2 separate regions of the Hordeum vulgare genome follow, and region 1 is linked to region 2. Evidence: chromatin contacts called from public Hi-C data. All regions are on one chromosome and are shown on one strand. Each heading gives the region's core, a stretch centred on a gene start, on an enhancer-like site or on the middle of the called end of the contact. The rest is flanking DNA. Distances are from core to core; before and after follow the strand shown.

Region 1 (2,700 bases), core at 18-2,517, 240 kb after region 2:
TGGTTGGAATTTTGAGAGAGGCTTCGGCCAGCCCAGCAGGGGTTGGTCCACCTCCTCTCACAACTCATAAGGCTCTTGGGTCGTCACACCCCTCCCCGTGGTCCCTCGACACCCTCCCGACACTCCCGGTACACTACCGATGAGCCCGAAACTTTTTCGGTGACTAAAACAGGACTTTCTATATATCAATCTTTACCTCCGGGCCATTTCGGAGCTCCTCGTGACGTCCAGGATCTCATCCAAGATTTTGAACAACCTTCGGTCACCAGCACCTATAACTCAACTATACTGAAACGTCATCGAACCTTAAGTGTGCAGACCCTGCGGGTTTGAGAACTATGTAGACATGACGTGAGTCACTCCCCGGTCAATAACCAATAACGAGACCTAGATGCCCATATTGGCTCCTACACATTCTACGAAGATCTCTATCGGTTGAACCTCTATGTCGAGGATTCAGTTAATCCCGTATGTTGTTCCCTTTGTCCTTCGGTATGTTACTTGCCCGAGATTCGATCGTCGATATCTCTATACCTAGTTTAATCTCGTTACCGGCAAGTCTCTTTGCTCGTTCCGTAATACAAGATCACGTGACTAACTCCTTAGTCACATTGCTTGCAAGGGTTGTTGTGATGTTGTATTACCGAGTGAGCCCCGAGATACCTCTCCGTCACACGGAGTGACAAATCCCAGTCTTTATCCACGAAAACCCAACAGACACCTTCAGACATACCTGTAGAGCACCTTATAGTCACCCAGTAATGTTGCAACGTTTGATACACACAAGGTATTCCTCCGGTGTTCGGGAGTTGCATGATCTCATGGTCATAGGAACAGATACATTGATATGCAGAAAACAGTAGCAATGAACTGACACGATCATATGCTACGTTTATAGTTTGAGTCTTGTCCATCACATCATTAAATTGGAGACGAAACAAACCATCCCTAACCACACATGCGATGACAAACCTTGCAAGGGACAAAGAAAGCAATTTCCTGATCTTATGCCGAGAGAGAGAGAGACACACATTAAAATTGACACGTTCAAATGTGTTGTGATTGTGTAGACACTTGTGAGGTTAAAATAAAGAACGTGGACCTATCTGTGTTTGGGTCATGTTTATTGGGCCAGGGGTGTGTTAGTTTTTTTTTCTCACAACACAAGAGTTTTAGAAAGAAAGAAAGACAAACATGTTGAATTTTCCAGTAGATCAAAATTGCACTTTCACTAATCGATTGTAAATTTTATAAACCGACCAGAACCTAATAAAACCTTACCAATCTATTGAGACATTGATGGACCCCAACAAGAGATATAGGAGTACTAGTGTAAAGTGCAATTTCTAAACAATTCCGTCCGTGGGTGCCCAAAAAAAATCCAGCAGTATATATAAGAGAAGAGAAGCTGTACTGTGAACATCTTCTTCTCTCCATGCTCGCGGGCAGAGAGAGAGAGAATCTAATCTTTTGGCCCCCAACAAAAAGAGCAAAGTGACGGTCCTTTCCCTCCGGTTCCTCGTTTTTGTAGTATTCCGCCATTAAATTCTCCGCCTTCCCAAGGGACAACCATAACTCACCCAGATACAACAAAAGGGAAGACATACCGCGGGAGGCAGCTGCGCACACGCCGAACGTCACCCAAGGCATGGGGGACGCCACCTCCAGCCATCCCGTAAGTCTCTTCCCGTCCAATCTTCTGCCCGTCAATCGGCCGGCCAACTGGAAGCGATTTGGATCTTCCACGGCGACGACGCATGGAACCGCTTGCCCCTTTTAGGCTGTGCTGTGAATTTCTCTTTGTTTGATTTGATTGAAGAGCTTCGGTTTCATCGCCGGTAGATAGGTTCTTGCCGGACAATAACACTTGTGTTCCCCTTTTAGGTTCCTGCACAGTCGAGCTCGGACGCCAGCCACGGCGCCGCGACCGGTGGGTTCATCGCCCTCGACGTCGCCGCCCTCTCGTCGCTGGCCGGCGACGGCCCGGAAACGAGGCCGGCGGCGCCGCCGGCCTCTACCCCGAGGACGCCTGTAAGTCTGCTCGAGGCTGGCCGGCGGACGACGGCGATATGCGCGTCCAGATTTCTTTATGCCGTCGTGCTTTAAGAGTCTGACACCATCTCTATCTTAATTGTGCCGTGAACGAAACAGAGGGTGGTGAGGTCGCTGTCGAGGAAGGGGTCAGAAAGGAAGCAGGCCGACGGCGACGCCGCCACTGGCACCACAGGTTAGCCTGCGCCTGCCCCAGTCGATAATCTTCCTTCTCAATGACGGCCAAAATTCCGTTTTTCTTCTCAAAACTACGACGCCTTGTAGCTTAAGTGAGGCTAGTAGTGACCATTGACACTGACGGGACTGGTGGCTTGTTAGCAGGCGCTGACGTTGGGTTTGATCCGTTTGTGTGCGCAGGAGGCGGGGTGGGGACGGGCGAGCGGCCCCCGCTGTCCCCGCTCTTCGTCCACGTAGCGGCCGCCGACGAGATGCTCAACGGGCTCCGGCTCGTGAACACGCCGGGGGGCGCCGGCACGCCAGGAGGGAAGTCCAGGCGGCTCGGGCGGCGTCCGGCGCCGTGGCTGGATCCCCGGAGGGTCGTCTTCCTCTTCGCCACGCTGTAAGAATCTTCCTCCCCCTTCCCCTTGGTTTATTTTTTTGCGTTGCTTAGTAAGAGTAGATCCAATCACTGAACCCAGCCGCAATGCA
Region 2 (2,700 bases), core at 57-2,556:
GGCTGCGGCCCCTTCGATGTTCTGTTGCGCCGTGGCGCCTTTGCCTTTGCCCCTTACAGCGCCCGATGACACTTAGATGGGCGGAGCTGCTGCACCCCTGCCGACCCCTTCGCCGGTCGCGCGTTCCCCTTGCGGTGAGCGCGCCGCCGTCGAATGGATCGGTGGTGGTGCTCTTTGCCCCTGTAGGGATCCATATGCATTTTTCTTGTTTGCATTTTTTTTTCTTTGTCGGATCAATCCGATTTTCCTTTGCCTCCGAAGAGGTTTGTTCTTCTTCTTCTTTGCATTTGCTTTTCTTTTTCAGATTCAATCCGATTCCTTTATTTGTTTTCCTTTTGGATATAATAAGATCCATACTTTGCCTCCAAGGAGGTTGGTTCTTCTTCCCCACACCTCGGTTTGCCGATGCGTGTGGGGATCGAGAGGAACATGCGCGGCCGAGGCGGCGCTACTTTGCCGATGAGGCCCGTGGCCATCTTCGGTTTCTTTGCCCATCTAGGGTTCATATCAGGGAGGGGAAATCTTTTCTTGTACATGTTTCAACCGAAACTCATCTAAAGCCTCGTGGCTCATGATACCATTGATAGATCCCGTGGATCGACAAGGCTAGATGTGTTCGGTGAGAGTAGTGGTTTGTTACCTTGTTGTGACCTCGATGAGCTTCCTCTCTTCGTCCATCTTGATGTAGAGGAGACGGTGGGAAGCAGGGAGATGTGGTAGCGGCGGCGGTGAACCTCGTAACCCGTGCCATGGTCCCCACCACCTCTACATATAGCACTGCGCGACAGGGGCCCACCAGCCTTGCTTGGGCTGGACGCCCCCGATCAGGACGTGAGTCAAGGTCCAATGGACCGTTGGGCCCATTGGGCAAGAGATCAACCTAACAACCATTAGAGAATATAGGAGAGAGAATATTGACATTTTGTTAGAAACCGGAAGATTTTGAGAGTGAATTTTTTTAAACCACGTGTACATAAAAAAGTTGATAACCAAGTTTAGACAAGCTCTCTTTAGTGCTAGTTCTTTTGTGGGTGAACAAAGGGTAGTGTAGTTGGAGCATGAGGGCTCTAATTATCATTTAAAGTAGTCATGCACGCACCACGACCCACTTGGCACTCTGTCTCGGTTGTCTGAGCTGTTCTTTTCTTCTCTTGTCATACGCCACTAAACCGTGAAACCTATGATGTTTCATGTCAAACCGAGTCCTAGTCAGATGGCAACAGAAGACAATAAGTACTCCTGCTAGCTAGCAGCCATTAGTACTAGGCTAGTGAAGCATTCCACAAGATGTTGATATGGGATCCATTCCATCTCCATGCACCACATGGTAGACGGGCAAGTGCTCTAGGCCGGCCTCCACGATCCATGGGTTGTGCATGTTGAAACGACCACTTGCGTGAAAGCTCCTTTTGAGCTTTTCCCGTATGATGAAGACAGCACAAAAAAAGGGGGACGCCGTGAGCCCTCTTCTCGTGCACATCGATCGCTAGCACTAGTTATTATTTATCGTGGTGCGGCAGGAAAGACGAAAAAGCTCCTGGTTGGCAATGGTTTATCGGCAGACCTTCAATTGCAGATTCTCTGAACCTTTCTGGCCGGTCGAATTGCCTATGCCCTTTTCTGCCACCTCGTGGCCGCCCATTCTCGTCTCACGCTACCATTCTCCCTTCCCTGTTTAGCACATGGAATGGAAGTAGTAGCAATCGTAACCGAGAGTTCGTGTTGTTTAGCTGCACATGACGCGTGGGCGTGATCGATCGATCAGAAGACTAGCAAAAAAATGGCACGTGAAACGGAGGAACCAACCAGCAACGGGGACGAGAGGCCAGCAGGAAGGAGAGAAGTCTCCCCCACCCAGCCGCTAGCTAGCATGCGCGATTGCTCCTCGCTGCCGTCCCGTGGCGCATGCATGTGCGCCGCCCACTCGGCCCCAAGACGAGAACATGGCACAGCTGACTATTCTAATGCGCTGCGCTCTTGCGTGGAATCACAACTCCTCACTAGATCGATCTCAGACTACTTTTATCGTCGGGATAACGCGGGGATATGCGGCGATTGAGCTCTTGTGCTGTCCCTTCTGTTCTTGGAGACCACAGTTGTAAAGCACACGCCCATGATCCCTTTCCTTTGCCTTGAGCCCGCGCCGTGATGAGTGCCGCATCACAGGCCATCTGTCTAGCTATGATCGGTCTAGCTAGGCTGCATACGAATAACGCATAATGCGTATATGATCACATCATCGTGTACCCAGCAAGTCAGTCGCATGTCTGCACATTCTTGCGCTCTGGATATTGAGAGGAAGTTTCTGAATTTGGTGTGATTCCACACCATCTCAGCATAGCATGTCACCCATCTGATACATCGTCAATCATGCAGGGTGTCCCATAAGCAGTGTGACCTGGCATTGATTAGACACTATAGTGAGCCTAATAATCAAACGCTTGCGACAGAACAATAGATACACATGTGTCTCTCTCTTAAATAGAAAATCAAAACAAAAAAAAAGATTTGCCTCATCTCATTAATAAAAAAGAAGAATGACAGGGTGTTGCTTAAGACTAGGGCATTACTCCTCAACAAATGCACTCATGCGGCTAGCCTACTCTCGCGGCATCAAGAACCCAAATGTTTGGCGCCGGCGGCAACCCTCAACTCGGCGTCGACCCTAACATGTGCAAGGACAATGGAGGGGAGCGTCGA

What was found. Hi-C and Micro-C count contacts between places; a contact is called where the count stands out from the background.
Region 1: a contact with region 2 is called in a Hi-C map of leaf, with 9 times the contacts expected there. The contact joins the promoter of LOC123425838 here to the enhancer-like site in region 2. A contact is called at or near these places in 2 of 6 Hi-C or Micro-C datasets (both in leaf) and 1 of 1 datasets of contacts at active chromatin or transcription factors (embryo).

Annotation. Positions count from the first base shown.
Region 1 is chr2H:201,884,123-201,886,822 of MorexV3_pseudomolecules_assembly, forward strand. It overlaps LOC123425838, which reads left to right and starts at 1,268. Exons shown (of 5, transcript XM_045109581.1): 1 at 1,268-1,675; 2 at 1,885-2,031; 3 at 2,152-2,227; 4 at 2,374-2,611. The coding sequence starts at 1,649.
Region 2 is chr2H:201,642,140-201,644,839 of MorexV3_pseudomolecules_assembly, forward strand. No RefSeq gene overlaps it. Among protein-coding and RNA genes, the nearest start is that of LOC123425836, 220 kb to the left of the region's middle. Within about 2 kb of position 1,307, at least 3 of the 3 cell types and tissues checked have open chromatin away from gene starts, as enhancers often do. A contact at or near this core is called in leaf, where this site is marked.